Regions from separate parts of the Mus musculus genome. Here all the other regions are linked to region 2. A link is a contact called in public promoter capture Hi-C data. All regions are on one chromosome and are shown on one strand. Each heading gives the region's core, a stretch centred on a gene start, on an enhancer-like site or on the middle of the called end of the contact. The rest is flanking DNA. Distances are from core to core; before and after follow the strand shown.

What was found. Promoter capture Hi-C pulls out the DNA fragments that hold promoters and counts their contacts. Capture Hi-C pulls out chosen DNA fragments and counts their contacts.
Region 1: a promoter capture Hi-C map of embryonic stem cells shows a contact between it and region 2. The contact joins the enhancer-like site here to the promoter of Prkaca in region 2. A contact is called at or near these places in 11 of 39 promoter capture datasets (the 3T3-L1 cell line, the C10 cell line, the HPC-7 cell line and 7 more), 2 of 115 datasets of contacts at active chromatin or transcription factors (both in embryonic stem cells) and 3 of 9 other capture datasets (adipose tissue, liver and pancreatic islet).
Region 3: a promoter capture Hi-C map of stem cell-derived epiblast-like cells shows a contact between it and region 2, with 3 times the contacts expected there. The contact joins the enhancer-like site here to the promoter of Prkaca in region 2. A contact is called at or near these places in 18 of 39 promoter capture datasets (the 3T3-L1 cell line, 3T3-L1-derived adipocytes, the C10 cell line and 14 more), 7 of 484 Hi-C or Micro-C datasets (CD4 T cells, the HL-1 cell line, bone marrow-derived macrophages and 3 more), 14 of 115 datasets of contacts at active chromatin or transcription factors (astrocytes, craniofacial prominence, embryonic basal ganglia and 9 more) and 2 of 9 other capture datasets (liver and pancreatic islet).
Region 4: a contact with region 2 is called in a promoter capture Hi-C map of adipose tissue. The contact joins the promoter of Nanos3 here to the promoter of Prkaca in region 2. A contact is called at or near these places in 12 of 39 promoter capture datasets (the C10 cell line, the HPC-7 cell line, HPC-7-derived erythroid cells and 8 more), 3 of 484 Hi-C or Micro-C datasets (the G1E-ER4 cell line, double positive thymocytes and embryonic stem cells), 7 of 115 datasets of contacts at active chromatin or transcription factors (the SCID.adh cell line, T-cell acute lymphoblastic leukemia, bone marrow-derived macrophages and 3 more) and 2 of 9 other capture datasets (adipose tissue and liver).

Annotation. Positions count from the first base shown.
Region 1 is chr8:83,817,946-83,823,724 of GRCm38.p6, forward strand. No RefSeq gene overlaps it. Among named protein-coding and RNA genes, the nearest start is that of Gm51542, 50 kb to the left of the region's middle. Within about 2 kb of position 1,371, at least 8 of the 459 cell types and tissues checked have an H3K27ac peak or open chromatin away from gene starts, as enhancers often do. A contact at or near this core is called in embryonic stem cells, where this site is marked.
Region 2 is chr8:83,971,383-83,976,661 of GRCm38.p6, forward strand. Prkaca (protein kinase, cAMP dependent, catalytic, alpha) reads left to right here and starts at 1,596. Exons shown (of 10, transcript NM_008854.5): 1 at 1,596-1,850. The coding sequence starts at 1,805.
Region 3 is chr8:83,781,628-83,787,565 of GRCm38.p6, forward strand. No RefSeq gene overlaps it. Among named protein-coding and RNA genes, the nearest start is that of Gm51542, 14 kb to the left of the region's middle. Within about 2 kb of position 3,579, at least 9 of the 459 cell types and tissues checked have an H3K27ac peak or open chromatin away from gene starts, as enhancers often do.
Region 4 is chr8:84,174,768-84,180,003 of GRCm38.p6, forward strand. It overlaps Nanos3 (nanos C2HC-type zinc finger 3), which reads right to left and starts at 1,785. Exons shown (of 2, transcript NM_001357361.1): 1 at 1,308-1,785. The coding sequence starts at 1,764. Mir181d (microRNA 181d) reads right to left here and starts at 4,020; the gene lies at 3,949-4,020. Mir181c (microRNA 181c) reads right to left here and starts at 4,194; the gene lies at 4,106-4,194.

The DNA.
Region 1 (5,779 bases), core at 121-2,620, 150 kb before region 2:
GATCCGCCTGCCTCTGCCTCCCAAGTGCTGGGATTAAAGGAGTGCGCCACCACTGCCTGACTGTGGGGTTTCTTTTGCTGTGATTAAAACATTTCCATTCCAGCACACAGAGGCAGGAGAATAGGAAGTTCAAGGCCATCCTTGGTTTTGTATGAGGTTTGAGGATAGTCAGGGCATCAGACACTGTCTCAAACAAATGAGAAGATAAAACCCACTTTCAATTTCTATCTTCAGTTTTCAACTGGTGTTATCTGGATATAATCTGATCATCAGTTGGAAACCAGGTATTAGTTATCTAGTTCTTGTCTTAGTCTGTTGGCTAGGCTGTCAAGTATCAGGAACCCCACCCACAAAATCTGCCTTAGCCTCTCTCACTGTTACAGGACATGCACAGAAGGAAGGGAAAGTGGAAAGGCCTTATATGGGCTCCTGGCTCATCTAAGGCCAGTCACACAGTTCTGTGTTCTGGGCCTGAGGTGGAGCAGACATGGACAGTGAGCCTCGGTGGCTGGAGGCCGTTTCCCTTATGGTGACCAGAGAAACAAAGGGGCAAAAGGCAAGCTATATATACTCCGCCAAGACAAACCCCAGCAGTCCTGTGCTGGTTTTTGTCAACTTGACACAAACCTTGGGGTCATTTGGGAAGAAACTTTAATTAAGGAATTGCCTCCATTAGGCTGTCCTATAGGCAAGACTGTGGGGCATTTTCTTAATTAATTATTGATGTGGGAGGGCCTGGCCCACTGTGGTGTTTTCCTTTTTAATTATTGATGTGGGAGGGCCTGGCCCACTGTGGGTGGTTGGTCTGGAACCCCAGGTTGGTCCTGGGTTGTATAAGAAATCACACTGCGGAAGTCTTGGGGAGCCAGCATCCCCAGGGAAGCCAGGAAGCCAGGAAGCATCCTCTCCCGGGAGCCTCTGCATCATGCCCTGCATCGAGTGTCTTCTCTGACGCTCTCAATGATGAGGTGCAAACCATGAGGTGCAAGATGAAGTAAACCCTCTCCTCCACAAGGCATCTTTGCTGCTGCTTTGTTTGTTTAGAGTTTTATCTTTATTTGGTAAGTATGGGTGTTTTGTCTGCATGTTTGTGTGTACCACTTGTCTGCCTGGTGTCCAAGGAGACCAGAGAGGACTCTTTGGAGCTGGAGTTACAGAGAGTTACGAGCTGTCTTATGGGTCCTGGAAATAGAACCTGCGTCATCTGGAAGAGCAGACAGTACTTGTAATGACTGCATCATCTCTCTAGCCCCTGTTTGGTTTTGAGAAGAGTGGCGGGGGTGGGGTGGGGTAGGGGTGGGGGTGGGGGTGGGGTGTTTCTCTATGTAGCTCTGGCCTGCAAATTGTTATGTAAACCAGGTTGATCTGAAACTTAACAAAGATCCACCTGCTTCTGACTCCTGAGTGCTGGGATTAAAGGTGAGCACCACTGTGTCCGGCTCCAAGTTGGTTTTGGTCTATGTTTTAGTATAGCAGCTGAGAACCTAACTAGAACAATCCCACTGCATCTGCCTAGAGTGCCATCCAGCATCCAACACCTACCAACAGTTCATCAAGTTATAGACTCACCAACATATTAATCCAGGGCTAAGGGCAGAGCCCTTGAGACCCACACATTTCCCAGCCTGGCTCTGAACAGCATGCTGGGGACAGAGTGAAGCCTCACGCCCCAGGAGGAGATAGTTAGATCAAATAGCAGCAGTGCCAGCTCCTGCACCCGGCTTCAGCTACTGTCATTAACACTGGCGACAAGGGGCCTAGGACAGGAGGCTGAGGTGGAGGAGCAGGCTAGCCTGGGCTACAGAGTTGAGACTCTGTCTCAGGTGAAATGGAAAAGAACTGAGAAGTAGAACCTCTAGCAAGAATCCCATCAGGGCTGGACAGATGGCTTAGTGGTAGAGCTCTTGCCTAGAATGCCCAGTAAGAGACTCGGGACTCAGAGGCAGCTCAGTGCCTGCTGGCAGTGTGGCTCAGTAGTAGAACCCCTGTCTAGACTCTCCCGACTGGGGGCATGGCTGGGAACATGGCTCAGCTAGAACTCCGGCCTAGAATCCCACAGTGAGGGGCCATACCATCCACCCAATCCTAGAGACTGCTCTGACCTCCAGTCACTTCCCTCTGGTGGCTGTGTTATGTGGCCTGTAGTGGATTCCTATTCAGAGAGCACTACAGTCCATCTCCAGCCCAAGCCTTTAGCCTTCTTTGTGTTCCCTTTCAGGTCAGGGAGTGCTCACCTGCAACTTTACATCCATCCCTCTCTTCCCAAGGTAGAGCATTTGGCATCCTGTGGGAGTGTCAGTGTTGGCTCAGAGAAGTACTTCACACTGTTTCTCCAATTGGTTTAGAAATGTGTCTGTCTATCATCTATCTACCTATCTACCTACCTATCTATCATCCATCCATCCATCCATCATCTTCTGGGAATGGACCTGAAAATCCCACAGACTCTTCACTCACTCTGACAATGAGCCACGCCCTCATCCCTCCGCATCTTGCCATCCTTACTGTCTGTCATGCCAGAGTTCAGCCGAGAGGCTGCACAGCTCTGCAGTTAAACTTGATGGGGTGGGTTCAAATCCCACCCTCACTACACACTCCCCATGTGTTTTGGGATAAATTATTCAACCTCTCTGTGCCTCCATCTCTCCATCTAACAGATGAGAACAGTGGTATTTATTGCAAACGTTGGTTGTGATAGCCAATGCTGCAGCCCCACCCCTGAGTGGCCGCTAGTGTCCATACTGCACAATGCACCAGCAGCAGGTCTCACCGCCGCTCTCCAGATTCCTTCCACTCCGTTTGTTCTCGCTGGGTCCCCAGGCATAGCAGCAGCTGGCTCTGCCAGCGCTGTCCCCAGCTGCCCACTCCCAGTGGCCCCTTTCTTCCCTTTCTTTCCTTCGCTCCTGCATCTTGGTCATGCCTGGATTCCTACGCCATCTCCGCCTCTCTCCTTTGCACCTCCACCTTGGGGTGACCAGATCCCTTGCCTCTTGGGACAGCTTTCTAGCACTTTTCCCCCTTTTAAGAGATCGACTGCAATTTCTATAATAACATCACATTAGCCAGAAATTAATGTCCTCATTAAGACAGCAATTAGGCACATTAGCGTGGCAATAAAGGAGAAGCTTATGAAATAATTGCTGGTTCCAAAATGCCTTTAATTTAGTATTTTATACTGTGCTGTGTTATTAATTTTTTCCCTTGGCAGAAGATAATAAGAGAAATGTCTGAATTTGAACATTCATTCGAAGGAAAGTGGTGCCAGCCCCTTTAAATGGTTGACGTCTGTTTTTCCATACCCCTTGTCCTGGCCATGGAGGGCAGGCAAGGAAGGTGGACAGTGAACTAGGGGACACAGGCCATGGGTCCATCTCATCTGAGGAGCATTTTCCCTGAGCAGTGTCTGCTTGTTTGTTTCTTCTGGGCTACATCTCCTGAGTTCAAATGTGTTCAGCAATATTTGGGGAACCCAACAGCTCTGCCCACGTGTAGGGTTTCCCACTGTGGGAAATGTTGACCGAATGATCTGTCTAGTCTATCAGACGGTTAAGTAAGACAAAACTCCATTTTACAGAAACTGCAAGAGTGGAAGAAACTTCTCAGAGGTTAAGGAGCAGTGGCTGTTCTTCCAGAGGACCCAGGTTCAATACCCAGCTCCCATGTGGTGGCTCACAGTGGCTGGTAACCCAGTGCCAGGGAGATCCAATGACTTCTCCTGGCCTCCAAGACACCAGGCACGTGTGAGGTACACATATATACATGTCAGACATACACATAAAGTAAACAAACAATTTTTGTTATTGTCTTTTTTTTGTTAGTCACTGAGCCAGCATGCTGAGCAAGTCTGCCAAGCTGAGTTCGATTCCCGGAACCAGAGTTCAAATCTTGAAAGCCAGGGAAAGATGGAAGGGGAGAACCAGTTCTACAGCCTTTCACTTTGACCTGCACACACACACACACACACACACACACACACACACACACAGACACACAGACACACACACACACAGAGACACACAGACACACAGACACACACACACACACACACACACACACAGAGACACACAGACACACAGACACACACACACACACACACACACAGAGACACACAGACACACAGACACACACACACACACACACACACAGACACACAGACACACAGACACACACACACACACACACACACACACACTGTGCTGGATATCTTTATGTCAATGTGAAACAGGCTCCAGTCATCCAAGAGGAGGGAACCTCAACTGAGAAAATGCCTCCATAAGACTGGGCTGCAGTCAAGCCTGTAGGACATTTTCTTAATTAGTGACTTACTTATGTGAGAGGGCCCATCCTCCAGCAAGAACAAGACCACTACCACAGTTTTGAGCCAAATTCGCTTTATTAAATGCTGACCAGGAAGATGGTCACTGGCCAGGCATACTCAGGATTCCCAGAGAATGTTCTAGAATTTCTTTAGTCAGGTGCTTATAAAGTCGAAGTCCACAAGGCTACGTACTTCCTGTCTTTGTCCAGTTGGGGACCAGGGCACCTCCCGTCCTCTTGCCTGTGTGTGATCGAGCACACCCCGAGCAGTTGGGGCAGCCAACCTTGCTTATAGACGTGAAACCATGTGGTTTCTTATCTTACATGAACAGTTCCAGTCTGTGGACAAGAGGGGTTTATAGGTTTGAGGTGTTTTTTGTTTTATAGATCTCTTAAACACACTAATTTAAACTTAAAACGTAATTTTGGCCATCACACACCCCTGGGCTCTGGAAGAAAGTAGGCTGAGCAAGCCATGGGGAGCAAGCCAGTAAGCAGCACCCCTCCATGACCTCTGCATCAGCTCCTGCCTTCAGGTTCCTGCCCTGCTTGAGTTCCTGTCCTGACTTCTTCTGATAATGAACAGTGATGTGGCATTGTAAGCCTGAAAAACTCTTTCTTCTTCAACTTGTTTCACCATATCAATAGAAACCCTAACTAAAACATGGCCCCTCACTAGGTCATGACACACACACAAATAGAGAAAAATTGTAAAAAACCTGCCTAACACTTCTGCTCTGATTCTATTGGCCAAAGTGGGCCAGAAAACCCAGCCATAGTCAAAGGTTCCTGGGACGTGGAGTCCTGTGGTGGGAGAGCCCAGCCACACTGCTGGACAACCCCAAGTTTAGCATCCTTTGCCAGTCTAAAGATTCTGATGAACCTCTGACCTTGGGAAGGTTCTAGGCTCTGACCTTGGGAAGGTTCTAGGCTCAGATCCCTTCTTCTAAATGTCTCCCCAACCGAAGAACCTCAAGAAGCGGTAAGAGAGTTGCTCAAGTCCCTGACAAGGATCCCCTCCTCCTCCTGGAGTGTGAAGGGCTGGGATCTTACTAAAATAGCCCTCTCCTCTAGCATGTATGATCATCAGGGGAAGTGCAGAATTTGAGTACAGAGTAGGAGATGCACAGCCTGGCTTGAGCCCACTCAGTTCCCTCTTATAAGGAAGTGTCCAATCTGACAACTGTCCCAGCATACCCTGATCCAGGGACCAGCAGGGATGAGTGTGGGGACAGGAGCAGAAACAGTACCTCTACTGAGAGCCATGTGGCCTGGGAAAGAGCCTGGACCCAACTAATGACCCACCAGAGGAGGCTGCCACCAGAGGAGACTGCCACCAGAGGAGGCTGCAACTGGACCATCAAGGATGGCAAACCCAGGTGGGCAGCCAGGCCTGCTGTGTTGAAGAAGACCTGAGTGCACGGGGGAGGAAGATCATTTCTCCCCTGCCCTGTATCCCAAG
Region 2 (5,279 bases), core at 346-2,845:
AGCCACAATTTAGATAATTTCACTTAGCTGTGGCAAAACTCCCCAAATCAGAGATGGAGTATTTGTCTGTTCAGCCAACTCGCATAATCCAGAGGAACCGTACTTTCTGGCAGGGTACTTTCCCCCTCGGGGACTGCAGCTGACCTAGTAGCAGGAGTACATATAGTTATTGGCTTAGAAGCTGGTTGTGCATTGTTGAGCAGTGAGTCTATAGGTATATGTACCTCAGAGTCAACTACCCTTTGGAGTCCAGGAGAGGTAGCTCATCGTCCACTCAGCACCGTCCACCCAGCACCGTCCACCCTGGCCACCCTCTATTACAGAGCTCTGGTGAGGGTAGGGATAATTTGTTTCCAAGAGTACATTTAGCAGTATCTGGAGATGTTTGTGTTGTCCCAGGCAGCAGACAGATGGAAGAGTACCAGCATCCAGAGTGTGAGGGTGGGGTTCTGATATCAACCTAGTGTGCAGGAGACCCTCCAGCAGAGTGCTCAGGCCCCTGGTGTCAGTGGCAAGGTGGGAAACTGACCACGTTCTGACAGTGCAGACTTGAAAGAACACCGAGTGAGGTTCTAGTTCAGTGGTACAATGCTTACTTCGCAGGGAGTATGCATCGTGTTCAATCCCCAGCATTGCATAAAAACAAAATTTAAAGATGAGCATCCAGAAGGAAGGAGAACGGCTCTCTTCCTGCCCAAAAGGGGCAGGTTATGTTGGTCATGTCTAGGCAATGGAGATTAGTTAAGAGCAAGGAACTAGCCTGACCGAGCCTCCATAAAATGGGAGTATGGCAGGCCCAACGTGCAAGGTACAAGAAGTAATGCACTTGGCTGGCGTCCGTAGTTACTACTTTTCAGGGGCCTAGGGTTGAGCCTTAGCAAAGAGTGTAGATACTCTGAGTCTCCTCCCAGCACGCCCTCAGTTCTGGGTCCAACATCCCCTTGCAGCTCCAGTTGTGTCGCGAGCAAACCAAAGCGGACCCCGAGCTAGTTGGGTCACGGCTGCCCAGTGTCGGGCCTCCTTATGAATGACACCGAACGGCGCCCGGCGACCCTTGACCCTCGGCGCCAGCCCGCCCCTCCCCCCCTGGCAGGTGGACAGCCGCTGCGCCGGCCCGCCGTGGCGTCAACCTCTGGCCCGTGGCCGCTGCCGCACTGGGCAGGGGCGGGAGACTGCAGCGCGCACATTGCCGCACGGGCGTCCGCCGGGCCGCCTCCCGCACCTCGCAGCGCCTGCCACCCAGCCACCCTCCAGCCGCCGCAGCCTCCGCCCCGCCCGCTGCCCGGGCCGCAGCCTGAGCCGCTGCCCCGCCCTCTCACCCCGGGACTGACACTAGCCGGGGCCGCCTGTCTCCGCCAATCGACGGCTTCGCAGGGGCAGCCCCAAGCCCTCTCGGGCTTCTCGGCCAATCACGTGCGTTCGCCCGCCCGACTGCGGCCTCACGAGCCCGTGAGTGGCGGAGAGTCTGCAACTCGCGTCACTCATCCAGGAGCCTATGGTGGCGCGGGAGGGTTCCGGAGGGCCAATGGACAGCGGCGTAGGGCTGTCAGTCAGGGAGGCCTGAACCAATGGGCGGTGGGCTGCGGGGGCGTCACGGACAGAGGACTTGGGCTGAGGCTCCCCCGCGGGCGGGCGCAGAGAGACGCGGGAAGCAGGGGCTGGGCGGGGGTCGTGGCGCCGCAGCCAGCGCAGCCAGCCCCAGGGGCCGCCGCCTCCGCTGCCCAGCGCGCTCCGGGGCCGCCGGCCACCTTAGCACCCGCCGCGTCGCAGCTCCGGGACTGGCCCCGGCCGCGACGCCGCCGCGATGGGCAACGCCGCCGCCGCCAAGAAGGGCAGCGAGCAGGAGAGCGGTGAGTGCCCGGCCGTCACCCTGATCTTCACTGCGTGCGGCCTGCCCGCGCAATGCCCATCACTGCATGGCCCCTCCCCCATATGCCCCCCCAATCTTGTCTGCCTGCACCCCTGCCTGCTGCCTGTTCACGTTGGGGTCGGATCACCGCAGAGATACTTTGCCCCCAGTAGGGCCTGGTGCCCATGGCCTACCATCCCCCACTGCAAAGGCCGTGCCCCCCCACCCAGCTGTCACTGCCAACCATTGCATGTATGACCGCCGGGGCCCCAGATGAGGCCCTGTCACCACACCAACCCCTCTTCTCCTAGTCCCTTTCTCCAGATTCTATACCCCCTCCCACTTCGTCACTTACCTTTCCCACACAGCGCCCCAATGCCTGACCCTGATCCAGGCTCCTGCCAGTTTCGGGAGTGCTGTGGGGTCCACGCTGCAGGGACCTTGGCCACTTGGTGACCACACCCCTCCCCCTCCAGCCCCCGCCATCTTTCTCCTACCCCTGCCCGATTCACCTCATCACAGCTCCCACCTCCAAGCCACCCCCACCCCCATGAGCATTTCCCGGGGCCACCTCCTGCATTGTTTTTCCCTTCTGTGTCACTTGGCATGGGGGACAAGATCTTTCTGGGTCCCTCTGCCCCTCTCATCCTGTCACTCCACCTCCTCCGTGCATTCGTCTGGCCCTGGCTGGGGTGGCAGACTGTTTATGAACCTAGAGAGCTGCTTCTGCGCTTCCTTATCCAAGTTGGAGCTGGTCTTGCTCAGAGCCATTACGTCTGTCCTTTTTCTTGGGTTGCGGGTGAGGTAAAGCGGCAGAGCACCCTCCTGGCCTACCCTGAGGTCTGGGTTCCTTAGAAGGCCCCTCAATAAATGGTCGTTTCACAACTGCGGTTCTGTCGTTCACCCAGCCCCTGGGGCTGGTTTGAAACTGCGGATGAAATGAATAGCAAAGGCTCATTCCACTGAATGGGGATGGTCAGAAGAATTGCGCGCATTGGGGTAACGCCATCCAGCAATAGGTGACAGCTAATGATTTGGTTTGCTTAAGACAGATGGATTCTGTGCATACCGAGGGCTCACCCAGAGGGAGGTATATCCACACACACATACACACACCCCCCCCCCAAAAAAAAAACCATGCTGAATTTTTCTAGCCAGGGAAAAAAAAGTGATTCTATATTTGAAATTACTTCAGAAAGGGCCTTGGGCCCTGTCCCCCAGTGCTTCATGTCTCAAAGTGGTGTCACTCCAAGCTAAAGCTGTACTGCAGCTGAGAACAGCTTCCAGTTACCCAAAAAGGAGGCTCTGATCAGCTGTGCCCTTCTCAGTGTCTGAGTCCCCCGAATGCCACTCAAGAAGCCCAAGAACTTTCTGCCCCTCCCCCCCCCCTTCAACCAGCAGAGCTCAGCCCAGCCTAGCAGCCTTAAGAGGCCTGGCATTTCACAGATGGGCGGGGGACAGAGGCAAGTGCTTGTAGTTGAGGGCTTGATGACAGAGGAGCAGGTGGGTAGTGCCCAAAAAGGTCTTGGGCTTGAGCTTGGAGGGCTCCGGGCAGAAGGAGAAGGGCCAGCCCCCTTGGCAGGTGAGGCCCACCAGGAGGTAGATGGTACGTGCAGTGGACTGAATACTGCAGTGGCCCCTCTGAAAGCTGAGCACAGTGCTAGGAAAGCTTTAAGCATATCAGACACACACAACAGGCACAGAGCCACAGAGGAGGGGAGAGCCCAAGGAAAAGATCAGAGTTTGAGAGTCAGTTGGACGGATGAACTCCGTGCATCCAGGAGGGCTTGGTTAAACGGTCTCCATAGACATACTTACTTTGATAATGTCTGTCCAGATGAGCCATCTGAGTTTGACACAGATGACAACACACAGGCAGAGTTCACATCCAGATCTGCTGACCAGCCCATCTCCTAGACCCCGTCATATCTCAACTCAGACATTCTTTGGTTTGCTTTGATTTTTAAAGACAGGATCTCACTATATAGCTCCTCTTGGCCTGAAACTTGAAATTTAGACCAGGCTGGCCTCAAACTCTCAGAGATCTGCCTGCCTCAGCTTCCCAAATGCTAGAATTAACGGCTTTCACCACCATGTCCAGCCTTCAACACATCAGCAGGAGTTAAACCCCAGTCATATTTTCTTAAAATGATAAAACAAACCCCATAATAGTGTATATTGACACTACCAGCAACCCAAGAGGCTGAGGCAAAAGGATTGCTTAAGCCCAAAAATTAAAGGCTAGCTTGGGTAACAGCAAAACCTTGTATCAAAATACAAAAGTCTACAGGATGGCCCTTAGGTAAAGATGTTTGCTATGAAGCTTGTTAGTCTGAATTGTCTTCCTGGGACCTACGTGATGGAGGGAGAGAGCTGACTCCTCAGAGTTGTCCTCTGACCTCCACGAGAGTGTGTGTACACACACAGTAAATATATAGAAACATTTAAAGAAAAAAAAAAAAAAAGAGGGACAGTGCCTCAAACCTAGCAAGGAAGGAAGGGCCTGTGACGCAGAAGGACCTGAGTTTGAGGCAGACCTGGGCCACAAAAGAGACAGCCTTTAAAAGCAGTAATAAACACTTTGCTCACTTCTGCCCATAGGTCCTAAGCTATTCCTGCCTGAGATTTCTAAACCTGTTGTAGTCTCTGGTACAGGCTTGTCATCCCAGCTACTTGGACAGCTTGACAAAGAGAATCTTAAATTCTGAGATAGTCTGGGCAAGTTAAAGAGAAGGTATCAAAAAAAAAAAAAGTAAATAAGAGTTGGAGACCCTGCTCAGTGCTACAGTACTTGCATAGCCTACGCAAGACCCTAGGTTCTACTCCTACCTAGTACCACACAGCATCTATATGTATATAACTGGATGTTAAGACACATTCAGAGTAACTTTGTGTTCTGCCCCTGAGACCTAGTCAGACTTTGGAGACATCCCTCCACCCCTAGAGAGGAACAGGGTGAGAAAGGGAGTCTCTCTTTTCTTGGAAGCTGCTCTTTGGAGGAAGAGGTAAAGCCAGGTACTCTTATAAGCAAGACAGGGCAATAGCCACACCAGCCTGCAGAGGGCACCTGCACTTCATCTGCCACACATCTGCCCCACTGAGGCCAGGAAGATGCCTAAGTCTTCCGAGGCACCAAACTGGCATCTTGCAGGCCTCTGCACTGCCATCGAAATGCCCAAGTGGGGCAGGGTTTGCTGTCCCCTTAACCAAGAAAGAGGGCAAGAATCTAGAAGCAGTCAGTGTAGGAGAAGGTACGGGGAGACTCACCCTTAAATGACACAGATGTTGACAGGGGCCAGGGTGAGAAGCCTAGAGGACAGAGGGAAAGGTCAGACCTCAGGAGGCTCCCAGCGCTAACAGCCAAGTGGGGCTCAGAGCTCAGCCAGTCCATACCCCAGGGACTTGACCCATAGGGAGAGTGGCAGGCGTG
Region 3 (5,938 bases), core at 2,329-4,828, 190 kb before region 2:
GCCATACAGTAAAGAAATAGTTTTATTTTAACATTTGAAGAGCAAGCAAGGTTCTTGAGGACTGGAGTGAGAGCTCCCTGCAGTGAGGGAAGGCTAGAGATGTAGCCGCCTACCCCCGCCACCTTGTGCTTTTTAAACTTCATTTATTCTTTTGAGACAGGGTCTTTTTTTGTTTTTGTTTTTGTTTTTGTTTTGTTTTGTTTTGGTTTGGTTTTGGTTTTTCAAGACAGGGTTTCTCTGTGTAGCCCTGGCTGTCCTGGAACTTACTCTGTAGACCAGGCTGGCCTCGAACTCAGAAATCCGCCTGCCTCTGCCTCCCGAGTGCTGGGATTAAAGGCGTGTGCCACCACGTCCGGCGAGACAGGGTCTTAAAAACTCAGGATAGTCTCATGTAATTCAGAATAGTCCAGATTTACAATGTAGCTAAGGATGGCCCTGACTGCCTGGCCCTCCTGCCTCTCCAACCTCATCTAGCTTCATACATTTTAGAAAATTTGTGGTCAGAGGCAAAGGCCAAAGAGAGTGATGATTAGACTTGTTTGTGAGCCAGGGTCCTTTCTGTGAGTCACATGGCAGCTGAGAGTGGGGTGGTGACCCCACAGGTTTTGGCTCAGTGTAAGGCTTATTCTTCCCCGGGTCAAATTTCTGTCCCGGTGTGTGTGTGTGGGGGGGGTCTTGATACCACCCCTCTCTCAGTTCTGGCTACCCTGACCTCTCTTATAAGAATTCATCAACTGCCCTCTGAGATGGCTCAGTGGGTAAAGCCACTAGCTGCCTAACCTGAAGACTTAAGTTCAATCCCCAGAACCTGCCTGGTAGGAGAGAAGCAACTCCTGCATGGGTCCTCTGACCCCTACATGTGTGCCATAGCATGTGCACTGTCACACGTGTGCATACACAGTAAATAAATAAATAGCACATTGGCTTAAAGACGTCGACTCTGTGATTCAGTCTTGCAAATGACCTGAGTTCAGTTCCTAGCACCCACCTGTAATTCTAGTTTCAGGGCACCTGACACCCCCTTCTGATCTCAGAGGGTACCAGGTATGTGGGGTACAGACACACATGCAGGGAAAACAGTCATACACATAAGATAAATCTGAAAGAGGGAGAGAGCTTTACCTTCAAGCTTGCCTGCCCCAGGGCCTTTGCATTTGCCACACCTAACTGGAAAACCTAATGTAATTCATTCTTTCTCTCTCTCTCTCTCATGTTCATGTGTGTCTAGGTGTGTATGTGTGTCCGTGTGTATTGGTACCTGGAGCTTGGTGTGCTCATGGGGTAGCTCAGAGCTTTTCAACCCTCTGCACAAGCCACACCGCCTGGAGCCGGCTCTGATCTGCGGTCTGGCTCTTCAGTCATGAACGTGTCACTCTATCCCTCTGTTGGCCTTCTCCTCAGTACACTTACTGAATCCAGCAATTGTCTTGTCTTGTCTGGTCCCAGTTGCCCTCCTGAGCTCACCCTCATCCTCATGCCATCAGGAGCTCTGGCCGATTTAAATGCTCTCTTCCCTGTCTCTGACCCCAGACCAGGACAAGCACAGAGGCGCTCGGCAAATGTCTGTTGCATGAATACGCGGACAAATTCTGGCTGAGAAAGCGTCCTTTGCAGGAGAATTTCATAAACGTGAGCTGTTTCTAAAACTACTCCTGGGGATGGGGGAGGGTGCGCCCTGGGCGGGGAGGAGGTGGCTGTGACCCACTTTCGCAGGCGCCGCTCGCACCTCCACTTGGCGGCCCACAGGTGGCGCTCGCTCCCCGCGCTGCAGCAGCAGCCTTACCGGTCACTAGCGGTGTGTCCGGGTGTTTTTGCAGACAGAGGCCTGTAGACACCGCCTGGTTGGGAAGCTTTTTGATCATGTGTGAGGTAGAGATGAAGGTGCCCTCTCTACCTATTTCCTAGCAGTGCGCACACTAGCTAAGTAACCCCCAACTTATGCATGCAAGGACAAACTTACATAGGCCATGGCTGGCTCAGGGATGGAGGCAGGTGCGCATTCACAGTAGCGATGTGTATTGTAGAGAGAAACTGAGGCTCAGGCTAGTGACATGACTTGCTCAGGTTCATAAACCAGGTGAATGGGTGACCTAACATAAAAATACATTTTAGCCTAGTGACCTGAGTCCAAATCCCTGAAACCACGTGAAGGTGGGAGGAGAGAACAGATTCTACAAAGGTGTCTTCTAGCCTCTGCACATGCGCTATGGATCCCTCCACCAGTAATAAATTTAAAAAGGCAGACAGATCTCTGAGTTTGAGCTGGTCTACACAGGAAGTTTCAGGACAGGCAGGGCTATTTGGTGAGACCCCATTTCTAAATAAATAAATAAATAAATAAATAAATAACCGACCAACCATGTAGGCTGGAGTTGGAAGAGTGCTTTTCTAGCCTGCATGCTGCTCTGGGTTGGATCTCTAGCACTGACTAAAACCAGAAATGCTGTTCTCACCTGGCACTCACAAGGTGCAAGTAGAGGATCCTGCTTCATCGCGAATTCAAGTCCATCCCGGGCTACATGAAACCTGTCTCATAAAATAAAATAAAATAAAATAAAATAAAATAAAATAAAATAAAATAAAATAAAACAAAACATACAGCTGAGAGAGCTAGGGGTGTCGCCCAGTGGAAGAATACTTTCTGTGTATGCAGAATATGATCCTTGGTTCAATTTGTGCCCTTCCCCCTCAAAAAGCATTGGAAAACCCTGGCATGGGAGTGGTGCCCAGGCTATAAAATGCCTCTTCCAGGTGGGCGCGGGAGACACAACAGCCTTGAATGTTCCATCTCCCCAGCTCCCACCCCCTCTGGTTCAGCTGCTCTCTGAGGTTCCTGAGTCTCTGCCTCTTGATGTTGGCTCCTTGTTTGAAGGGGATCACTCTGCAGTTTGGAGGATGCTGGGTGGATCCCTGGTCATCGAAGCTGAACCCCTCTGTCTCATGGGCCCCTTGCCTGCTGCTGAACCATGGCTGCCCTGCTCCAAGCCCCACCCCAGGATTTTTCTTGCTTTCCCCAAGGTCAGAGTCCAGAGGGCCTTCCTGGAACCCCACCCCCACAATGTACAGGAGAGAAAATGAGGCACGAGGAGGCCTTAAGGGAAGAATAGCCAGGAAAAGAGAGAGAACGTCTACTGAGCAGACCCACATAGGACTTTGTAAACTGGTGTGTGCCTTTACCTAGTTCAAGGTCAGATTGGGATTCAAGAATGGGAGCCTAGTACCTGATTCAGCTAATAATCTCCGAAGGCTTTTGGAGAGAAACTTGAGAAGCCGCTGGGTCTCTACACCAAGTACCTGTTGTGGCTGGGTGCTGGGCCCGGTGCCCACCCACTAACCTCGCCAGAGATCTCTCCTCGTGGTGTGTTAATCCCTGAACTTCTGGCTTGGGGTTGGGTACACTCAAAGGTTTGGATGTCCAGATGAGGTTATGCCCAGAGTATCTACTCAGGGGTGCCCCTGCCCTTTGCTGTGGTCGTTCAGAAGCCCTCTTTGGGCACAGTGAGCCTGCTACTCTAGCCCAAGCGGGTGGCTGCAGCCGGCTGTGTGTATGTTTGGCATGCCTGTGTGTTTGTCTGCTGCGATGTGTTTACATCAGATTTTTCTGGCCCGAGTGTGTCTGTCTTTGTTTATCCTTCTGCTCTGTCTCCATGAATGCGGAGGAAACTTCTGTTTTCAATTGGAGGCCAGAGAAATATCTTAGTGCGACGTGTGCTCAGATGGATTGGAAGGGATTTCCCACTGGATTCTCTAAGGTTAGAGTAGGGGGAGGATTCTGCCGGAATCCAGGCCAGAGGGAGAAGCTGCCGGAACTGGTCCTTCTGTGTCAGGAAAGAAACTGAGGCACAGGGTGGCCTGAGAAAGGGTAGCCGGAAACAGGGGATGCCTACTATAAACTAGCCACATGTAGAGTGTTCTACTTGCATAAATGCTTCTTGAGCTGGGTGAAGTGGCACACAATGTCATTCTTGCCACTTAGAGGAGGTTTATTATCCAGGATTCTCCAGAGAAACAAAACTGATAGAATAAATCTATAGATATATAAAAGGAGCTTATTAGAGTGACTTACTGGCTGTGGTCTGGCCAGTACAACAATGGCTGACTCCCAACAGAAAGTTCAAGAATCCAATACTTGTCCCACCCGCAAGGCTGAATGCCTCAGATGATCTTCACTGTACAGCAGAATCGCAAAGAGTCGGCTCTAATGCCAGTGAAGGAATGAATTTACCAGAGATAGTGAGGACAGTCAAAGAACAAGAGCTTTTTCCATATCTTTTATATAGGCTGCCACCAGAGGGTGTGGCTCAAATTTAAGGTGGATCTAATCAAGAAAAACAAAGCCAGGTGTGGTGGCGCACACCTTTAATCCCAGCACTTGGGAGGCAGAGGCAGGCGGATTTCTGAGTTCGAGGCCAGCCTGGTCTACAGAGTGAGTTCCAGGACAGCCAGGGCTACACAGAGAAACCCTGTCTCGGGAAAAAAAAAAAACCCTCCCGGTGTCTCCAGCTGCTGGGACTTCCTAACGGAATCAGGTTGACAACTAAGATTGTCCATCCAAGGACAGTGAGCTGCAGGCTTGCCTGAGCCACAGAGTAAGAGCCCATCACAAAAACAAAACAAAACAAAAAACCAACAACAATTTATAAAGTGAATTTTACTTTATTTTGAGACCAAGTCCTACCTTGTAGCCTAGAATGGCCTAAGATTCGCCATGTAGCCCAATAAGGCTGCAACCTGTGGTCAATCTCCTTCCTCAACTTACCCTGTGCTTGATTACAGACCTGAGCCACCCTGCCTGCTTTCAAACAAAAACCAAAGAGGTTTAGGGGTTGGAGAGATAGCTCAGCGTTAAGAGTACTAGCTGGCTTTGCAGAGGACCCACGTTCCATTCCCAGCACCCACATGAAGGCTCACAGCTCTCTGCAAGTTCAGTTCAGCAGGATCTGCCAGTTTTTGGATTCCTTGGCCACCAGGTGTGTGTTCATACACACTAAATAAAAATATTTTAAAATTTTAATTTAATTTGAAAAGTTACGTGTGTGTGTGTGTGTGTGTGTGTGTGTGTGTGTGTGTGTGTGTGTGTATGTGTGTGTGTGTGTGTGTGTATCAGTGCAGGTGCCCAGAGATGCCAGGAGAGGGAATCTCATCTCCAGTAGCTAAAGTCACAGGACACAGGACATTGAGGGCCCATGGGTGCTGGAAATTGAACTTCTGTCTTCTGCAAGAGCAGTGTTAAGCTCTTCACCACTGAGCCCCTCTCCAGCCCCCAAATTTTTAAACAGTGCTACAAATGTAGCTGAGATGTAGCAGCTGCCTGGGGTCTTCCCAGCACCTGCAACATACAAGGAACTCTCTTGTTCCTATTTACAAAAGAGAAAAAGTGCTCAGGGTAGGGAGCCAGGTACCTTTGGGAGCTCAGTTCTCCAAGGCTCTTGTATTTCTTTGCTCTTTTCAAGTGATAACTGCATTTTTTTTTTTTTTTTTGAGATAGGGTCTCATGTAGCCCAGTCTAGCCTCAAACCAGCTAATAGCCATGACTGGTCTTGAACCCCTGATTCTTTTGCCTGTAGCCCAGACTCCAGACTGGTCTCAACTTCATGGCAACCCTCCTGTCTCAGCTTTACCAGTGCTAGGATTATGGACAGGTACCACCATAGCCAGTCTGACAGTACCTCTGAAGCTCCACGATTGACGGGCTTCTCTGTGCCTCAGTTTACCTTTATCATCCACGGGTCTCAGCAGAGGATCCTTGACAGGTGAAGAGTCTGTGTTTCTTGGCAGGGTGCCCAGTTTCTTGTATTTTCCTCCTGTGGATAATCTAGGCCCAAAAGGGCTGGTTGGATCTGGGAACAGATACATCAGTTAGCATTAATTAATACTCCCTGTAGGATCAGCAGTGTGCCAGTGACAGGTCCCCAAGCTCTGAAGGATCTTGAGGCTG
Region 4 (5,236 bases), core at 535-3,034, 200 kb after region 2:
GGCATGCAAGCACCTGCCATCCTGTATTTTGCTGGGTGATATAGACCTGAGCTACAAAATGAAGTGTTGTCTCAAAATATAGTAAAAGATGAAAACAAAACAGAATTGACAGGTAAAAATAACACTAGCACTGCCACAGAGGACCCTCGCTGGGTTCCCAGCACCCATATGGCCACTCAGAGCCAGCAGTAACTTGTTCCGGAGTTCACATACCATCTTCTAGACTGTTCACATATACATACATAAATGCACACAGGCAAAACATCTACACACATGAAATAAAGTTATCTACATCTCTTAAGGACTGGTGATGTGGCATAGTGGATATGAAGGAGCTTGTAGCCAAGCCAGACCATAGAACAAAAAGACAAAAACAAAAAACTAATTCAGACCCACCAAGCAAAATTTTTGATAAGGTCCTACTGCAGTCTCCCCATTCTGCCTCCCCAACTGGCTTCTTCCCTGCTGGCTGGGAGCTGGGCCTTGAGGCCCATGGCAGTTACCTTCCTGAGGCTCTGGAATCCCTTGTCCTGGTCTGATGCTTCTGCTAGAATTCTGATGAATCCTTGCCCTATCTCTGTGTCCTATGTCCCATGCCCCCTGCACTCCTCCACCCCCATTTGTGTGTGTGGAGGTCAGAGGACAACCTGAAGTCAAAGTTGGGTCTTCAGGGTTAGAGGCAGACTGTTTACTCACTGAGTCAGCCTGCTAGCAACCCAAACTTATTTTTTATGGTACTGACAGAGAAGCAAATTCTTGGTCTCGTAAACGCTATACACTAACTACAAACTTCCAAAAGTTAGATCCAATGATTTCTAACCACCCTACAGCACAGACCCATACCCAGTCACACTTCTCACCCCTCACCCCCCAAACTGAAGGAATTATGACTGCTAGAAGTCCCCGTCTCTGGGACCCCTCATCTGAACCAAGTGTCCCCTACTTAGCACTGTCTTAACAGCCACTCCTGCCTACCTTCTTCACTGCAGACCCCGCACCCAGTGGCAAACAGACATGAAATGTCACTTGGCAAATGAATAAATGATTTCCAGGTTCAGAAAGGATTATAAGCTTCCCTTTGTAAGTTTCACAACTCCTGACCCCCCAGGTAGAATCAGAGATCACCACATACCCCACAATATCTCTACTACCCTGTGCAATAAAGGAACTAAATATACCCTGCTTCATGCTCTCAGCTATACACTGTGGATTCCTTAGTTTCTAAGATACTGGCATCAAATACATTTAAACACCCCAAAAAACTGAAAGCCTTCTCCACCCAACCCCTAAACCACCTGCATAGACACCTGCTGCTGCTTCTCCTCCAAGGCGGTGGCCAGCATCCTGTGTCTTTGCCTTGTCAGGCCGGGTCAGCTTTTTGCCTGCAGAATTCCGGGTGGTGTAGCAGTAGACAGAAGTGTAGCCCTGGCTGGTGAGTGGGCAAAAGCGTCGAGTGTGGGCATGCTCCTGAGTGGCCCCACACTGGGGACACACATAATCCCGCAAAATGGGACACAGCACCCGCCCTGCCTCATCCTTCAGGACATGGGACTGATAGATGGCACGGGACTCGCCATTGTGTTTGCAGAATGAACATAAGCGTTCAGGAGCTGCAGAGGATTCCTTGCTGGCTTGCTGGCTTTCTGAACTTGGCTTGGGCTCTGGTTTGGGATCCAGCCTTACATCAAGCTCCTCTTCCTTATGCAGAGCCCCAACCAGTCTTGCCAGACCTAGGTAATCTGTCCAAAGATTGAAAGTCCCCATGGCTGGGCAGAGGAGCAGAGAAGAAACCCAACCTGGCTCCAACTTCCTTACTACCCTGAAGCTCAGGCTTCTTTGGCTACTTTCCTTTTACTTAGAGGGGGTGTAAAAGGGTGGAGCAGGCAGGCTGGGGGGGTCCCTCATTGTCACTGGGGGGCTTCCTATACACCTGCGCAGGGGGTATATGGTGTTTGTGTGGGCTGAAAGTAGCCAGATGCAGACTGAAGCTACTGACCGCCCTAGGCTTCCCCCGGGTCTCCTCCCCCTTCCTGTGGGAGGTTAACCCCTGTGAGGAGGGAGTTGGATGGCTAAGAATTCTGCCCCAGGGTTTAACACTAACAGATTTACTAATTTTTTTCTTCTCTCTCCCCTAAGGCAGGGGGTGGGAGGTGGGGGGTATCATGTGGCCTTGAGTTTCTTTCTCTCTTTCTTTCTTTCTTTCTTTCTTTCTTTCTTTCTTTCTTTCTTTCTTTCTTTCTTTCTTTCTTTCTTTCTTTCTTTCTTTCTCTCTTTCTTCCTGTATTTTTGGGGTTTTTTTGTTTTGTTTTTTTGAGACAGGGTTTCTCTGTGTAGCCCTGGCTGTCCTGGAACTCACTCTGTAGACCAGGCTGGCCTTGAACTCAGAAATTCGCCTGCCTCTGCCTCCCAAGTACTGGGATTAAAGGCGTGCAAGAAACAAGAAACAAGAGTTTCTTGTTAGGTGGGGTAATGCAGAAATCCCAATTCCTAGGAAGGAGGCCTGAGTGTGGAAGTGGGGCTGGGGGTAGGAAAATGACAACTGGGTCTCAAAGCTCTGGTTTCACTAACAGACTTTCATGTCCTGGAGAACTTAGTCTTGAGGTGTGAATTAAAGTAAAGAAAGAAGAAAAGAGAAAAAGAGTGTAAGTACGATAGAGAAGAAGAGAGAAGAAAACAGAAGAGAAGAAGAAAACAAAATGTCTGAATTATATAGGGAAGAGCCTCTGGGGGGGCGGGGGAGGGCAGTCCAGCTCCTGGGCTAGAAAGTTCAAGGTTGGGGGCAGAGTATGCCAGGTAGGGACTGAGGAATGCTGGGAGAACCTGGAGGCCAGGTCTGCTTTGATGTGTAAAATACGCACCTCAGTCCTGCAGTCTAAACCAAACAAAGAATGCTCCTAGTGGGTAGAGAAGTGGTTTGTTTTTGTAGATAAAAGGGACAATTACAGGCAGGGGCAGGGGCAAGGACACCTAGGAGTCTCCAGAGTGGACATGACCAGCAGACTAAGCCAGGCATGAAGGAAAGGGGAACAAGAAAAAGAAGACAAGCCGGGCGTGGTGGCGTACCCCTTTAATCCCAGCACTCGGGAGGCTGAGGCAGGCGGATTTCTGAGTTCGAGGCCAGCCTGGTCTACAAAGTGAGTTCCAGGACAGCCAGGGCTACACAGAAAAACCCTGCCTTAAAAAACCAAAAAAAGAAAAGAAAAAGAAGACAAAAGAAAAAAGGAGCATCTAACCAAAAAGGTTGGCCTATATATGAACCAGAGAAGCTGCAGGAAGGGAAAGCCCAGCCTAGTTCCTTGGCTAGAGAAGTTCAGGGTAAAGGACAAGATATGTCAACAAGGAGGACCCTGTTAAAGGAACTGAGGGATGCTGCGAGAACATGGCAGCCTGCGGCTTCAACTTTGATAAAGGAATAGGCACCTCAGCCATTTGTCCTGGGTTTAAGACCTTACCAAGTTGAGTTCCCAACTCTTCCCCCTCCAGTTAGCTAAGCAGCCTCAAGGTTACCCCAACCTAGGAATGCAGCAGGAGGGGAAAGAGCCTTCAAGCACAGGAAGACAAACTGCACTGGCATACCCCAGCAGGTGCCAGCCCCCTTATCTGACACCTGTCAAAGGAGCCTGCAGCCTGAGCTCAAAAAGAAACAGGAGTCACCACTGCTAGGACAGACTTCATTCCCGCTCATCCATCCACCTGCCCATGTATCTGTCACATGTTCATCTACCAGTTTGCCCACTGCAGAGCATCACTGAGCAAACATCATCCCCCCAGAGTCTCCCAATTTAGGATCTCCCCAACACCTAACCCTCCAGGGTTTATTTCCCAATTCCAATCAGCCCATCAAGATCCCAGACACCAGTCCCATTTCCCCAAGGGGAGTAAGTGACAAGCAAAATCTGAAGGGTTCTATCCTCTTTCCCATCCCTGATGGTGTTGTTTGGCCCAGCCACAGTGACATTCATCCCCCGGTGGGTCTGGCTGCCTCCTCACAACCCACCGACAACAATGAATGTTAATTGTGACCTTTGCTGTGGCCTGAGGCAGGGGATGCTGCCTGGGGCTCTCCCGGGTCTACAGGGTGGGGATGGGGTAGACGGGTGGCAGTTCCAGGCCTCGGGGTCCACTCAACGGTCGATGGTTTGTCTGAGCTGCCCAAACTCACCGACAGGTTGAATGTTCCCCCAAACCCTTGGCAAGTTCTTGGATAACTGGAGTTGGGAGAGTAGGCCAGCAAGGCAGAGAGCATGTGGGACGAGAGAGAAACCAGGGTCCCCTTTGACTCACAAAATCAGCCATCAGTTATTCTTTTTTGGAGACTCAGAAGAAGCAGCACAAATACAAACCATAATGTAAAAAACGCAGCCCCTGCAACAGAGATGATAATGTGCCTGTCTCAATTCATGTGCTATATATATTCAAGGGATGCATTCACAACTGATATCTCAGCACTCTGGAGTCTGAGGGTTGGGATGGCCTTAGTAAGGTTACAGGCTAACCTGACCTAAAGAGTGAATTCCTGATGAGGGCTAAGTACTGTGATAAATAAAATCCTCCAAAGCATTTCTGAGAGATACAAATTCCCCTCACTGGTCAGTTGGAAAGACTGAGGCCAAAATACAAAGTGGGGATTTTCTAGCCACCATTCTGGGAACTCGGGTAGGTCATCAGGTTCTGGTCTGGGCCTGGGCTAGGCATAGGGCAACTGAGCCGTAAACAAGTTACTTTTATACAATGTAACAGGGCTTCTCCAGCAAACTTGAGATAAATAAGGCTTTCAATATATTGTAAACTTTTCCACCTTCCCATGGTCACTAAACTTAGTTTGACGGTTTCTGAGACCACCACTGCCCTACCCAGTAGAGCAGTGAGCTGTGAAAGAAGGCTATACACAGACACACCCCACCCCCACCCAAAGGCTTCTAAATGGTCGGGAGGGGGAGTGCGGGGGGGGGGGGGGAGGCTTCCCTTTTGCTTTAACTGAGCTCAGAACACCTCAGAGAGGGAGAGGTGACCCTCAAGGATCTCCTGAAGTCACACAAGACAGATCAAGAACACTAAATGTAGTAGTATGCTTGTGTGAAACTCCTGCAGGGTTAGCACCGGCCTGTGCAGTACCAGGCCACCACTGCAGACTTGCCCTCCAATTCAGGCCTTTGACAGGGTTCCCTATGGCCCTCCTACAAACCATCCCTTTTAGATCTAACGCCAAACTCAATCACCTGAGAGCTTAGGTCCT